5 separate regions of the Mus musculus genome follow, and regions 1, 3, 4 and 5 are each linked to region 2. A link is a contact called in public HiChIP or PLAC-seq data. All regions are on one chromosome and are shown on one strand. Each heading gives the region's core, a stretch centred on a gene start, on an enhancer-like site or on the middle of the called end of the contact. The rest is flanking DNA. Distances are from core to core; before and after follow the strand shown. Region 1 overlaps Cacna1i (calcium channel, voltage-dependent, alpha 1I subunit). Region 2 overlaps Grap2 (GRB2-related adaptor protein 2). Region 3 holds the start of Rps19bp1 (ribosomal protein S19 binding protein 1). Region 4 overlaps Cacna1i (calcium channel, voltage-dependent, alpha 1I subunit). Region 5 has its middle 9.8 kb from the start of Mgat3.

The links. HiChIP or PLAC-seq counts read pairs in DNA pulled down with a chosen protein or histone mark.
Region 1: a CTCF HiChIP or PLAC-seq map of the NIH/3T3 cell line shows a contact between it and region 2, with 6 read pairs. The contact joins two enhancer-like sites. A contact is called at or near these places in 1 of 39 promoter capture datasets (stem cell-derived epiblast-like cells), 1 of 15 datasets of contacts at CTCF or cohesin (the NIH/3T3 cell line), 2 of 484 Hi-C or Micro-C datasets (bone marrow-derived macrophages and nephron progenitors) and 4 of 115 datasets of contacts at active chromatin or transcription factors (embryonic basal ganglia, embryonic stem cells, large pre-B cells and 1 more).
Region 3: a contact with region 2 is called in a CTCF HiChIP or PLAC-seq map of the NIH/3T3 cell line, with 10 read pairs. The contact joins the promoter of Rps19bp1 here to the enhancer-like site in region 2. A contact is called at or near these places in 5 of 39 promoter capture datasets (embryonic stem cells, hippocampal neurons, liver and 2 more), 1 of 15 datasets of contacts at CTCF or cohesin (the NIH/3T3 cell line), 1 of 484 Hi-C or Micro-C datasets (bone marrow-derived macrophages), 28 of 115 datasets of contacts at active chromatin or transcription factors (the 230-238 cell line, the NIH/3T3 cell line, the SCID.adh cell line and 20 more) and 4 of 9 other capture datasets (adipose tissue, liver, macrophages and 1 more).
Region 4: a CTCF HiChIP or PLAC-seq map of the NIH/3T3 cell line shows a contact between it and region 2, with 6 read pairs. The contact joins two enhancer-like sites. A contact is called at or near these places in 2 of 39 promoter capture datasets (second pharyngeal arch cranial neural crest and stem cell-derived epiblast-like cells), 1 of 15 datasets of contacts at CTCF or cohesin (the NIH/3T3 cell line), 3 of 484 Hi-C or Micro-C datasets (bone marrow-derived macrophages, cerebral cortex and nephron progenitors), 3 of 115 datasets of contacts at active chromatin or transcription factors (the NIH/3T3 cell line, embryonic stem cells and stem cell-derived neural progenitor cells) and 2 of 9 other capture datasets (adipose tissue and liver).
Region 5: a FOXA1 HiChIP or PLAC-seq map of pancreatic cancer cells shows a contact between it and region 2. The contact joins two enhancer-like sites. A contact is called at or near these places in 3 of 39 promoter capture datasets (hematopoietic stem and progenitor cells, hippocampal neurons and liver), 3 of 115 datasets of contacts at active chromatin or transcription factors (embryonic basal ganglia, forebrain and pancreatic cancer cells) and 1 of 9 other capture datasets (embryonic stem cells).

The regions. Positions count from the first base shown.
Region 1 is chr15:80,318,145-80,320,929 of GRCm38.p6, forward strand. It overlaps Cacna1i (calcium channel, voltage-dependent, alpha 1I subunit), which reads left to right. Exons shown (of 37, transcript NM_001044308.2): 3 at 2,215-2,326. Among named protein-coding and RNA genes, the nearest start is that of Gm31319, 30 kb to the left of the region's middle. Within about 2 kb of position 1,342, at least 53 of the 459 cell types and tissues checked have an H3K27ac peak or open chromatin away from gene starts, as enhancers often do. A contact at or near this core is called in the NIH/3T3 cell line, where this site is marked.
Region 2 is chr15:80,652,655-80,655,354 of GRCm38.p6, forward strand. Grap2 (GRB2-related adaptor protein 2) reads left to right here. Exons shown (of 8, transcript NM_001289442.1): 8 at 1-200. Among named protein-coding and RNA genes, the nearest start is that of Mir6957, 7.9 kb to the left of the region's middle. Within about 2 kb of position 1,402, at least 33 of the 459 cell types and tissues checked have an H3K27ac peak or open chromatin away from gene starts, as enhancers often do. A contact at or near this core is called in the NIH/3T3 cell line, SST interneurons, bone marrow-derived macrophages and 1 more, where this site is marked.
Region 3 is chr15:80,262,884-80,265,604 of GRCm38.p6, forward strand. Rps19bp1 (ribosomal protein S19 binding protein 1) reads right to left here and starts at 1,423. Exons shown (of 4, transcript NM_175109.3): 1 at 1,344-1,423; 2 at 1,100-1,234. The coding sequence starts at 1,395.
Region 4 is chr15:80,386,084-80,388,903 of GRCm38.p6, forward strand. Cacna1i (calcium channel, voltage-dependent, alpha 1I subunit) reads left to right here. Exons shown (of 37, transcript NM_001044308.2): 30 at 1,681-1,759; 31 at 2,316-2,437. Among named protein-coding and RNA genes, the nearest start is that of Gm41363, 13 kb to the right of the region's middle. Within about 2 kb of position 1,283, at least 9 of the 459 cell types and tissues checked have an H3K27ac peak or open chromatin away from gene starts, as enhancers often do. A contact at or near this core is called in the NIH/3T3 cell line, where this site is marked.
Region 5 is chr15:80,162,499-80,165,358 of GRCm38.p6, forward strand. No RefSeq gene overlaps it. Among named protein-coding and RNA genes, the nearest start is that of Mgat3, 9.8 kb to the right of the region's middle. Within about 2 kb of position 1,438, at least 20 of the 459 cell types and tissues checked have an H3K27ac peak or open chromatin away from gene starts, as enhancers often do. A contact at or near this core is called in pancreatic cancer cells, where this site is marked.

The sequences.
Region 1 (2,785 bases), core at 92-2,591, 330 kb before region 2:
CCCCAGTGCTGGGATTGCAGGTGTGTACTGTCACAGGTGTGTAAATATGTTTCCCCTTTGGATCGAATTTAGTTTTATCAAGGAGTCTGAGGACTCAGTGCTGACATCACACAGGGCCCACTGGAGAGTCAGGAGCCAGAGCTGCAGCCCCAGGGAGGCAGGGGCAGTATTGCAGACACAGGACCAAGGGCCGGGAGGGGACACTGGCCGAGGAACCCAGCAGGTCTGATGTAGACAAAACCCAGCCACGTGATCTAAAGAGGGGTCTTGACTTTCCCCACCTGTGAATGGGCCCATCAGGTGCACTTGGGCCTGGGTCTCCAGGAAGGACAGAGGCAGCAGAAACTGGGCTATGAGAGGGAGGTAATGAATGGGGGAAGGGGGGGAGGGAATCAAGGGGAACGGGGATGCTCGCTGGTAATTAGAACGTTTGAACTTCAAAAAAGTTAATTAATGACACAGCTACTGCTGGAGCAAGGCTAGGGCTCAAAGGGGGCCTGGCAGCGACTGAAATTAATTACAGGCTATGGCGGGAGAGTGGCAGCCAGGCCAGGGACAGGAAGGAGCAGGGCAGGGACAGAGGCCATGGAAGTCAGCTTTCAAGGTGAGCAGGGTCTGGAGAGCAGAGGGGGCTGTTGCCATGGAAACTAGGTCAGTTCTCTTAGCAGGCAGGAGGGGCCCAGTCCACTGTGGTTGGCATCTGGCTGTGGTGGGCTGGTGTGGCTTCACCGAGCTGGGGTTGAACTGGTGTGGCTGGGGGGTGGGGTGGGGGGAGCTTGAGATAAACTCATGTATTCACTCGGCAAGTCTTGGTTGAGCATCTCCATGCTGTTCTGGTTGGAGTTGAGTGCTTGTAGATCCCAGGGACCCAGACTCTGCTCAAAAGTGGGCAGAGAGGATGAGCGTTAGATGGGAGAGAGTCAGGCTGGAGGGCTGCTGGGGGAGGAGCTTGTGGGGCTGAATGGCCTGAGACCAGACAGGAAAAGCAGGCCACCACGGGCTGGGAGGGAGGCAGTCGGGGGAAGGAGAAGAGGGTAGGTCGTGCTGGCCAGCTTTGTGGAGGGCTTCTGATTTTAAGCCAGGAGAAGCTGGGAGCCACAGCAGGCACTCTGAGAAGAGGGGTCGGGACAGCCTCTGTGGACCTGTGAGGTGCCCCTTAGCTCCAGTGAGGAGCTGCTGTGAACTTGCTTGAGACCCCAGAGCCACTCACCGCAGGGAATTGAGTTCACAGGCAGGCCCTGGTCTCTGGCACTGCTGGCTGCTCTGACAGCACATAGCAGCTCTGTACCCAGATGCTAAATGCTGGAGTCAGGGACAGGAATGTGGGTACAGCTGGTGGCAGGGGTTGTCAGTCTGCTTCCTGGTAGATGAGAAACTACTAGAAGAGAGTGAGTCATCAGACAGGCTCCTTCATCTGGCAGTTCACCCCTGAGTCTGACCTCAGTCATTTATGCTGTTGTGTGGTTTCACTTTTTTTTTTTTCTTCACCATGATGCACTTTTTGGGGGGGGGGCACAGATCTCCTTAGCCCCGAGGACTTGTGTATAAGAGGAGAGGCCATTTGGGGGATATGAGCAGGCAGTTCTCTTCTCTCTGGGCTGTAGGATCCCCTTATCCTGCTGGTGGCCTGTGGCTGACCTGAAGGGCTGATCTCTAGATGCCCTGGCTCCAGGCTGCAGGATTCTGCTGGGGCAGAACCCGGGAAGCCAGGTCTCTGGGTTGGGCTGATTTGGGAGCAGCGGTCAGAGGGTGACTGTGAGCTTCAGCCCCACAGAGATAGGCAGATCAGGAGAACATGTCCAGGGATGCCTCAGAAGTGCAGACCCATTCCTTGGATGGGAAGCATGAAGCCACCGCAGAGGGATGGGAGAGGGAGAAGAGAAGGCCGGCATCAGAGCTGTTGAGTCTGGGGACCCTTTCTGGGGGCCACTCCTTCCTGGGTGGGACCTGGAGGCATCCTGCAGTGGATGCTTCAGTGGTTTGATTTGGTTTCGGTTCCCTGCAGGGTGTGGCATGGGTTGCACCTGTGTGGCGGGCCAGCTGCACTGTCTCTGAAAGCTTGGACCTGGGTCACTGAGAGGTCCACAGGGGTGGGGGTGGAGTTGGGGGTGGGGGGCAGAAACGGTCTGCATGTCTGTTCCTGGGGTGTCACATTCAGGAGTGTGGCGCCCCAGGCCGCGCTTCCACCACCAGTTCTTCCTTGACTTGGTGTACGTGGTTCGAGTGTGTGAGCATGCTGGTCATCCTGCTGAACTGTGTGACCCTGGGCATGTACCAGCCATGTGACGATATGGAGTGCCTCTCAGACCGCTGCAAGATCCTGCAGGTGAGCCTCTCAGTCGTCCCCTCCCTCCCAGCCGGGTGTCCTCTTCCAAGCTCAGGGCTCTACTGTAGCTCAGCCCCTCAGCTCTTCTGAAGAATTGCCCCTCCTGTCATCTTTGTTTTCCCAGCTGAGGCTCCTCACCCCATCCCATTCACACAGCGAAGGCAGTGGCTACATTTCTCTGCCCGCAGCCAGCCTCTGCTCCCTGATACCTCCTCCCTTGTGGACTCGTGGGCCCTGATGTGGCATCTGCGTGGTTGTAGGCACGGTGTGAGGTACCACAGAGTAGGGCTCTGGGGACGTATCCATTTTACAGAAGTAGAATATTTGATGCCTGTCCCTGGGAGCCGGACCTGAGTTTCATTTTAATCCTGGCACAGAGTTGCTGTGTGACCCAGGGCAAGTGACTTGGCTTCTCTGGTCTTGTTTTCTTAGCTGTAAAGTGGGCTACCCCATGTGTGC
Region 2 (2,700 bases), core at 152-2,651:
AACTCAAAATACCTTCAGGAAGTCCCTGAAACTGACTAGATTAACTAGGCCCCTTTCTCCTCTGTAATATATAAGCAGCAAAGACAGCTGTGATTCTTAGAAGATTCTCAAACAAAACATCCCAGAATAATCAAAGACCAGCCAAAAGCCTGAAAAAAAAAAAAAAAAAAAAAAAAAGAAGAGACCAGCTGAACTGCCTGGAAGAGACTCAAACCATTTGAGCCACCAGAAAAGACACTCTCCAACCTGTTGAGCTGCCTGAAGGTTGTGCAGTGAGCTCTCAGTTTCTGGTTTTCATGAGCTGTCACCCATGCTGGGGTAGGATCTGCTCTTGTAAGTTACCCCTACCCATGCCCTGTTGGTAATCTCAATAAACTCATTGCTTTAACTGGATGTCGGGGGTGTCTGTACTTCAGCCTATCACCAGTTCCCTGTCTGGATGAGTAGACATTTGTTTATGTTTTTCCGGGAATAGTCAGACTACAATGAACAAGAAATAGCTGTTCAATCTTGTCTATTCATTCACCCCAAGTGCCTGAAGCGTTCCAGACCCACAGGTACACACAAAGGGGTTTTCCATGTGACACGCATGTGGCTGAAGCTTTTACAACTTCCCTCAGATTCTCCTCTGGGTACTTCTAGAGTCCTTGGTACTTACAGAGTCCTGGCCCATCTGTTCCTGTCCATTGCGCCACAAATCCTCCACTGACTACGTTTTTTTGGATTGCCCGGATCACGAGTCCCTGCTGGTGAAAAGATCTGATCCTCCAGGCTATGGAATCTGCCCTCGGGAAATCCATGCAGGTTGGAGACTGGCCCATGCCCAGTTCTAACAGCATAGCACAGCTGGGCCCAGGGTCCCTCCCCGTCTCCCATGTGCTTCTCACCTGAACCCTCACTACTAGACAGAACAGGGATGCCAACCTTCCTCTCTCTCCATCTTGTATGCTCTCCCTCCTTGATGCACATTGCAGCTTCATCTGTGCAGTAAAGAGCACATAGGGGCCAATGCATAGCACACAGTTCTCTGTTGGAGCCTGGCCACAGGTAGGTCATTAAAGCAGCAAGTGTTTACATAGCACCTCTTAGGGGTCTGATAAGATCACCCCCAGGGTTCCCCACTCACATCTCCCTGCTCTGTCCAATCCACAGCACCACCACAACTACCTCATGTTTCACTTTACAGCCAGTGGCTGCTCTTGCTTCCTATCCGACTTAGGCCTCCTCTGACCTAGCCTCCAGTGGCTGCCAGACAGAGCTTATGAACATGTGAAGCAGGTGACATCAGGCTCCTGTTCGGATCCTTCAGGGGCTCCCATCGTTCTCAGTCTCAAGTCCTTAGCATTCCACCCAAGGCATTTGTCATCGGCCTGCTGCAGTCACATCCCCAGCTTTCCTCTCCTGAGCCTTCTCAGTCAGCCCCACTGTGGCCCCAGGATGAGTCATCCTGTCTCCAGTCTCTCTGACTTCCCCACCTTCTTTCCCTTTTGCTTAGAATGACTTTCTCCCGCTTTGTCTTTACTGTTTTTGCTTTTTAGACTAAAATGATGATAAATTAGTTCTGCGACTGTTCTGTTCAGCACGGTGGCCACTCACCAAGCGCAGCTATTGGATACTTAGCTTTTACGTCGTTTTAAAGATTTATGTATGTATGTAAATGAGTGCTCTATTTGCATGTATGCCTGCATGACCGAAGAGAGCATCAGGTCCCATTACAGATGGTTGTGAGGCACCATATTGTTGCTGGGAATTGAACTCAGGACCAGTGGAATAGCAGCCAGCGCTCTTAACTGCCAAGCCATCGCTCCAGTGCCCGGTTATTGCACTTTAAAATTTTTATTTAGTTGGTTTGTCTGAAAGAGGGACTCATGCAGCCTTGAATTAGACACGTTGCAGAGGATGGCCTTGAAATTCTGATGTTTCATTTCTCAAGTGCTGGGATTATACCTGTGTGCCTCCACACCCAGCTTGCGACTGATACTTAAAACAAGGGACTGCAATAGACTTGCATGGTGAGTAGCTAGCTTACTAGGACTCATGGATCCAGATGCTAATTCTTAGTTCAGAATTCAAGTTACCCATTGCCAGGGCAGATATGCCTGTCCCTCCTTTAGCTGCCCTGGAGCCTCATCTCTCTGCTTCTACCCCAGTACTCAAAGCACTGAGCTATAGCAGGTGATTTCTTGACCTGCCTCCACACCTAGATTGAATAGCTCAAGGCAAACAGATCACAGAGCAGCAAGTAGCTGATACATGAATGTAGGCTCTGCTGGTAAGGGCTTAGCAAGCGGCTCCAAGAGAAAAGCACTGATTAGTGTTCTTTCCCAATTCTGGGATATAGACTCTGCCTGTCAAAGGAACGGGAAGAGAGCCACAGCCTTCAAGAAAACATTTGCCGAAGACAGCTTAGGGGAGGGAGAAAGCAGAAAAGGCAATAATATACCTACAATTTTATACAAAGTATCTTATTTGAATTTTAATATTATATTTATATATTCTATGACGGCTAAAGGGGGAACTGTGTGTCAGGAGGCGGATGAGGAGCAGGAGGGGCAGAGAAGGAAAGGGGAAGAGTGTGGAAAAAGGAATAAGGATTCAGTGTAATGACATGTATAAATGAAGATGTCACAATAAAACTAAAAAATTACTTTTTAAAAAAGGCATCTTTAGGCTGGGACCAAGGTTAAATAGATAGAGTGC
Region 3 (2,721 bases), core at 173-2,672, 390 kb before region 2:
TTCTGTAACTGTAAAGTGGGGGAGAGATCTGCTCATCTCACAGGGCTGCCGTGAGGGTCAAACGAGTTAGTTAGTTTAGAAGGGTAAACTGTTGACTGAGTGCTTCATTTCATAAATGTGTGTGTGTTGCGTGCCTTAGTGTATGTATGTGCACCCCAAGTGAGCGTCTGTGGAATCAGAAGAGGGTATCTAATCCCCAGACCTGGAGTTACAGTGGGCTGTGAGCAGCTTTGTGGGCTTCTGGGGGGCTCCAGGTCCTCTGGAAGAGCAAGCAGCAAGTGCTCTTAACCAGTGAGCCAGCCCTCTATCCCTGATGGGTCCTCCATCTTGCCTCTTGCTCATCTTACCCGTTAGCCTTCTTCCAAATTCTCAAGCCTTTCTGGCTAAAACCTTCTCAGATGCCTTAACGTTGCTTCCACCTTGGCTTGTTAGTTTGATTCTTCCTCGGAGCACTGCAGAGCCTTTCACCTCACAAGCCTCACTCACTTGGCAAAACCCTGCTTGTTAGTTTTGAGACTCTCTGATGGCTGGTCTACAGAGTAAGCGTGTGGCGCACGCCTTTAATCCTAGCACTTGGGAGGCAGAGGCAGGTAGATTTCTGAGTTCGAGGCCAGCCTGGTCTACAGAGTAAGTTCCAGGACAGCCAGGGCTATACTGAGAAACTCTGTATCAAAAAGCCAAATAAATAAATAAATAAATAATTAAGAGAGACTCTCTGATGTTTCTCTCCCCACCACGGCTAGAGCTCACAAGCGCCTGGGTCTTGCGTTTCATCTGCCTTCACGATTAGGTCTTGCCCTGAACTCACCACGGAAAGACACAGAACTTCTGATTCTCCTGCCTCCACCTCTCAAGTGCAGGGATGACAGATGTGTGTCACCACTCCCAGGCTTTTCCCTCTTTCTCTCATCCTGTTAACTGCCACATAGCAGACAGCGGCAGACCTGGGAATTAGATTGCTTGGGTTCGAAACCTGTCCCCCACGATTTGAACATTCATTTTGCCTTTTCCTTGTGGAGTCTCGGGGAACGTTTGGAACTCCCGACTCGAAGGCGCTGCCCCCAATTCTAAGAAGCGCTCACAGTCTTTCTCAACTCACCTAGAGCGGACTTAGGCGCCTTTCCCTTCGCTGAGTTCCGCAGTTTCAGAGCCTGGGAGGCCTTGGCCCGCGCCCTCCGGGTCCGCTTCGCCGGAGTCCCGCTAGCCTGGACCTGGCCCGGGACCGCACGGGGAGCTACGGGGAAAGGCAGCGAAGGACCGAGTTGAAGGGCGCGCTCTCCCTCCCCACCCGCCCGGCTGGCTCTCCTACACAGCGCGACTGTCGCAGGACCTGCTCTCCTCACCCTCGGACGCCGCCAGAAGCTCCAAACCGCGCCGCACTAACGCCGCCGACATGTTTCCGAGCCCCGCCCACACGCGGCGAGCTACTTCCGCCCTGGCGGTGTTCGCTCCTCGGCAGAAACTGGAGCAGGAGCTCAGGGTTCCGCAGCGAGCGGAAGTGCTGCCTTAGAACGCAGGCTCAATGGCTTTCCTATAGCCCCGGAGGAGCGGGGAGCTAGGGGCGTGTCCAAAGCGCAGAAGCCACAGTTGTTCAATTTCTAAGCAACAGGTCTCTGGTGATCCAGGCTGTGTGGGCGGGCAGACTCGACTTCTAGCCTTACTGGTCAATTCTGTCCAGGGGCCAAGTGTGGAATAGACTGAGTTCCTGCAAAAGAAGTGATTCTTTCTACTTTCTTTTTAGACAAGGATACATCTAGCCTAGGCTGTCCTTGAACTCGATTGTAGCTGAGGATGACTTTGAACTCCTGATCCTTCTCTCTCTGCCGCCCAAGGGCCGGATTTACAGACCTAAGCCACTTTGCCGGGCTTAGACAGTTTTCATGACCTTCAAAGCATTACACCGGTCCCGTGCACTGTGAGAATCTGTGTGAGAATCAGTAAAGCCAAGGAGGTTAGGTGTCGTACTTTGTAGTCCCAATACTTGGGAGATTGAACAGAGATTGTTGCTCTGAGTTCCAGGCTAACTTGGGCTACATAGCAAGACTCTGTCTCAAACAAACAAACAAACAAACAAACAAACAAACCAAACCAAAACTAACAAAAGGAAAAAACCAAACAAAAGACCAAAAAAAAAAAAAAACCCCAACAAAGAAATAGATTTGCAAACATGCAAAATAAAGTGCTTTGTTTTGAAAAATACAGCTATTTGCTGCAAAATACTGTTTATGTTATTAAGCAATGAGTTGGTTGTCAGGCGAAACAGTAAATACTGCTGGGCACAGTGATACCAGAACACTTAGAATACCAGCACCTGGGAAGCCGAGGCAGGAGAGTGGCAAGTTTCAGGTCAGTTTATATCACATAGCTACACTCCAAATTCTAGACCAGTCTGGGTTACAGATTAATAAGAAGAGCTAGGATGTATTAATAGCTTGGCGGTAGAATGCTTGGATTTAATCCCTAGTATTGAAAAAAAAAAGGTCAGTTTTTAGTCTGATAGATCAATAAATATTACAATCAATATTACACATAGATGTAAATATTCTATCGATAAATATTACACATAAATGTTCTCTGGTTACATGAGTTCCCCCCCCCCCCTCTCAAGACAGGGTTTCTCTGTGCAGCCCTGACTGTCCTGGAACTCACTCTGTAGACCAGGCTGGCTTTGAACTCAGAAATCAGCCTGCCTCTGCCTCCCAAGTGCTGGGATTAAAAGCG
Region 4 (2,820 bases), core at 33-2,532, 270 kb before region 2:
CTTCCACCGAAGTTCCTGTGTTTGTTTCCTTGTTTTAGGTATAGGGATTGGTAGAACTTTTGAAATTTGGCTCTGGGTTCTGCTGGTTTCCCAATAAAGACCTTCAGTTTCCTGCCTGGCTCTGGTCTTCCCTGTAGAGGGACAGGGTATGCCCACCCAGCAGCCCATTTCCACACGGTTGGAGTCAAGGAGCTGAAAGATCAGACTGGGAGGGTGGGGGTGTCATGGCAGGCCTTTAACTTCGGGACAAAACAACTATTCTTTGTGCTTTGTGCTGTAGACTCTGTACTCCATAGGAGTATTTGGGTAAGAGGGCTCCAAGCAGAGCTGCCTCTGTGAGGAGACTGGAGGGAAGGCTGGGGGCAAGGAGGCAGGTGAGGAGAAGGCTGCTGGGGCTCTCAGGCCCTAAGGGGCTGAGGGTGAAGGTAGGAGATGTAAGGGGAAGATGGGGGCAGTATCCATTTCACTAAACGCTTGCATCCTTGATGAGTAGGGTGCCATTAATTAGCCAGGCACCGCAGTGCTGAGTGGCTGTCCTCCCTCTCACAGTCTGTGATCAACTGGGTTTATTTTACGGTAATTACCTCAAATGCCTCTCGACTCAATTCGCAGGAGCCTTTGGAGGGTCAGAAGGGATTTTCTTTGTAGGGCAGGAACGCCTTCTAGCCTCCTCCATAGCATGAGGTAAAGGCAGTCTCCCACTGGTGCATGGATTTGAACCAGGCTTGGAATCTGGGGCAATCTGTCCTACAGGAGCCGTGGGGACAGGGGTAGTTGCATTTGCAGGAGGCTCCTGAGATCATGGGCATGTGTGAGTCCTCCACTCCTTCCTTCCTGTGGCCAGCCTTGAACTGGTCTGTGGAGGCAAGTGGTATATCATCCAGTCGTGTCCCGGGCCAGCAATGGACAGTTTGCTGGGCTTGAATCCCGGAGGCGTCCTCACTCACGAGAGTGGTGTAACTAAACAGGCACTTCCGCTCTCGGTCTGTCTCATTTTCACTCAAAAAACTTTAACTCAAGAAATGGGAAGAGAGATGGCACATGTGTGTGTGTGTATTCGAGTGTACTCAAGTGTACACGTGTGTAGGGGTGGGTGTGTGATTGAATGTTTTTTTTTTGTTTGTTTGTTTGTTTTGAGGCGAGGTCTCTCCCTGAGCCTAGAGCTCATGAGTGAACTCCAGGGATCTGCCAGTCTCTGCCCACATAAGCAGGGCATATCCCTGTACCCTGCTTTTATGCAAGGCTGGAGATCTGAATCCAGGTCCTCATGCTTACACAATGAGTCACCTACTGATCTACTGAGTCACCTCCCCAAACCCCTCATAGGTTTCTGGGACAAGTGATGCACTCATGGCAAAGACATTAGGCATCCAATTCTTACCCAGTGACCTATGCTGCAGGAGTCTTGCCCTTCAGGAGGTTACAAGGGGATAGGGACATGGATACTTAATAACAATGTAGCTAACAATATAGCTGTAACAATATAGCTGCCCCGAGGCTGGCCCTGCCTCTGTCCCCCTGGCCTGAGGTCCTTCACTTCTATCCTTCTGCCCCAGGAATTCCTTTCCCTGCCCTCTTCCAGTTCTGGAACTCCTATTCCTGACTCTCCCCAGGCCTTCCCCTTCTCCTCTTGCACACCCCAGGCCTCCAGCCCCCAGCCCAGCCCACCTCTCCCCACAGGTGGGCAACCTGGGCCTCCTCTTCATGCTGCTCTTCTTCATCTACGCCGCTCTGGGAGTGGAGCTCTTCGGAAAGCTGGGTGAGCGATGCTGCCACCGGAGGCTGTGGGATGGGGGAGATGCCTCAGTAGCAGGACTTCTCATTCAAACCCAATCTTAGCATGGGGTAGTTTCTGAAGCCAGGCTCATGAATGTACATCAGACGTGTATTGTGGAGTCCTGGACTTCAACTTTTGGTCTTCTGGGAAGCCTTTCTCTGCTTCCAGCCACTGGCTGTTCTGAGCCAGGGCTACCTCAGTAATAGCAACCAGGGCAAGGGAGAGGGCAACACATTCCATGCTGATCCTAGCCCTGCATATAAGGTAGGTTTCAGAAATCAGGGGTTCTCCCAAGGGGCTGGGCCTTTCCCCACCCATCTCTCTCAGCAGTTGATTATTGGATAGAAGAGCCAGATGCTCCTGAGACTGAGCCTTCAGCCAGTGCAGTACTTCCTTGAGCCTCAGTTGTCCTATCTGTGGGCTGGGCCACAGTCCACATACACTGTTGAGGGTTGTAGGAGTTACTCAGAGAGGATACTCAGGGGTGGCAGCTTGGGGTGCCGTGGGTGGACAGGCTGACCACCTCTCCCCCTCTCAGTCTGCAATGACGAGAACCCGTGTGAGGGCATGAGCCGGCACGCCACCTTCGAGAACTTCGGCATGGCCTTCCTCACACTCTTCCAGGTCTCCACAGGCGATAACTGGAATGGGATTATGAAGGTATTCACGGGCCAGCTGAGGGGAGATCAGATAGTTTCAAGTCCTGGATGCATGGTGGCCCTACTGATCCACACACAGTACCCTCTGCATGCCCAGTGTCCCATTGTACACAGGAGGGGAGTCAGGGACCAAAGATATCCAGGGACCTCCTTGCAGAACTTTGGTGGGTTGGCCAGAAAAGCAGCTGTGAATGCTTGGGAAACGCCACACCTCTTCTCAGATTTGCCTGTGGCTCTGAGAGGTGGAGTTGGCCACCATAGGGAGTGAAGAGGACTAGAGCAAACCAGATAAGGAAGTTGAGGCAGGCTCTGGTTCATTCATCATAAGCTAGGCAGGCAGGAAGGCAGTTAGGACTCTGGAGGGGCATTGATCTAGGGCCCATG
Region 5 (2,860 bases), core at 188-2,687, 490 kb before region 2:
CTGGAAGAGTTTGGGAGTCCTTAAACTTCAGGAGGGCTCAGTGTTAAGACCAGGGCAGAGCAGTGTTAGAGCCAGATAGGCAATTGGCCAGTGCTGGGCCAGGGTCCTTCTGTCTTACCTTTCCCAAGGCCAGAGCAGACGGAAGCTCACAGTCCTTTCTACCCTCCTGACTTACCTGAGGCACCTGCTTGACTCAGACCAGTTGGAGTCAGTGTGTCCCTGGGCCCAGTCAGATCCTTATGGTGCCCTTGGCTATCCCAAGGCTTCTTGTGGCCAGGCTGGCTTCCAGTTCTCTCATCAGCCTGCAGACTCCCTCGAAAGGCCTTGTTGACATGGGTGACATGGGTGGCAGGGGTCACAGACCTCCCTGGAGGAGCGACCCATCTGGAAGATTCCATCTACTGCCTCCAAAGCAAAACAGTTGTGTGCTTAGCACTCTGGGTGCCCTTGTCACATGGGGTTCAGCATAGCTGCCACCTCCTGGGGGAGGCCTGCCCTACCCTGCACTGCCCATCCACTCGGCTTTCTTGCCTAAATTCACTGATGTGCCTAGCTGCTCTAAGGTCAGTGCCTATCATACGGTGGTCCCTCACAAGGGTTAAGCAACTACAGCAAATGAAGGGACAGTTTTGTGACCTTGGCCAGGCACTGGAGATGAGTCTTGGGTTTTTGTTTAATCTTCCAAGTTAGGTAAGGATGGCTTCCTAATAAGATTGTCTAACCAACATGGGTGGTCTTACAGCGAGAGGTTAAGTCCATACAATGCCACATGGGCCAGGGACAGGTCACCAGAGTGTCAGACAAGATCTACCATGTGCCAAACCCAGACACCATGTCTAGTGGCAGCTCAGCCAGAACTGTCACCTGCACAGGTACTAGGCCAGCGCCACCTGCAGTTTCATCCTGGGGCCCAGACGAAGGGCAGCGGCTTCTAAGCTGAAGTCCAGATGGATGCCTTTGGCCAGGCTCCCAAATCTTTCCGGTGACACAGGAATCTCACGATTCTCCCTTCTGGGTCCCTATTTGGAAACCAAACAAGAACACATCACTGCCAGCCCTCCCCCCGGCCCCCCTCCGGGCCCAGCATGAGCATGCGCTTCGTTCCCACGCAAAGGTGACGCCAGCTCAGAGCACAGACAAGTTCTTGACATTTCAACAAGCATGGGGGGCCTCATGGAGGACAGGCTGCCTGGCAGCCAGCTTTTAGCCCTATTGACCCACTGGCTGGGTCCATGTCTGCTTTTGGAGACTGCCTGAGCCAGTTTTCTCTTACTGTGTTGTTCTGGAGGCCCCGGGCCTGGGAATGGGACTTAGAACCCGTGTCTGTTTTCCCCCACCCGCTGCGATGAAGATCCTGCTCATGTCACTTCAACAGAGTCACCCTATGATCCAGAGAATGCTGGACCCAAGTACCTTCCCAGCACCTGCTCTCTGAGTCATCTGTCAGCCTGCTGGTCCCTCCCAGCCCTGAGTAGTGTTCCACACAATCAGCCTAGGACCAGCCTGGAAGTATTTAAGAAACTTCAGATGATGGAACTGGGGAGAAGGCTCAGTAGTTAAAAACACTGGGTGCTCTTTCAAAAGACACAGGCTTGATTACCAGCACCTACATGGCAAGTCACAACCATCTGTAAGTCCAGTTCCAGGGTGTCCAATCCCATTTTCTGGCATCCTTAGGCACCAGGCATATATGCAGCCGGTACACCGATCTGCATGCCAACAAAACCCCCGTACGCATAACTCTTTTAAAAGCTAGGCTTGGTAAAGCATGCCTTTAATACCAGAACTCAGGAGGCAGAGTTCAAGAGTTATCTCTCTTAGTTCAAGACCAACCTGGTATACATAGTGGCATACATCGTTTCAAGACAAGTGTCTCAAAACATTCTCCCCACCCCTGAAAAAAAGTCAGGTGAGGCCTTGAGAGATGACTTAGCATCTCTTCCAGAAGAATCAAGTTTACTTCCCAGCACCTACCTCAAACAGCTTACAACTACCTGTAACTCCAGCTCTGGGAAATCCAATGCCCTATTCTGGCTTCTCAAGGGGCTACCTTCCCCACAGACACATATAAATAAACATTTAAAATAGCTTTTTAAATGCCAGATAGCTAGGTGTGGTGGCACAAGCCTTTTAATGGCAGCACTTGGAAGACTGAAGCAGGCAGATCTCTGAATTTGAGGCCAGCCTGGTCTACATAGCGAGCTCCAGGCTAACCAAGCCTACATAATGAGACCCTGTTTTAAAAAGAGAAAGTGGCCAGGCAGTGGTGGCACACACCTTTAATCCCAGCACTTGGGAGGCAGAGGCAGGTGGATTTCTGAGTTTGAGGCCAGCCTGGTCTACAAAGTGAGCTCCAGGACAGTCAGGGCTATACAGAGAAACCCTGCCTCGAAAAACAAAAACAAACAAAAAAAAAGTGACAGCGGTAGACAAAAGCACAAACTAGAGCCAACCTCTCAAAACGTAGCTACTGCAAATACCTACAGAAAATCGCCATGCCACGCCATGAGTTTTGGGCTTGGTGGTAAATGAGATGTTTCATGAGCTTTTTCTAAGTAATTTCACATTTGCTTGTTTATTTGCATATGTGTGTGGATGCACACGCCACAGCACACACGTGGAGGCCAGAAGACAACTTGTGTGAGTCAGTTCTGTCCTTCCATCATGTGAGTCCTAAGGGTTAAACTCCGATAGTAGATTCTCAGCAACCTGCAGAGCCGTCTCTCTGACCCCTCAAGGAACAAAAAGTCTGCTGGAGTAAGTTGATGTACCAGGATGAACACTTTGCTAACCCTATATGGTGAGCAGACTAATTCCATTCCTAACACTCCCCAGCCCTATCCCACCCCGCCCTATGATG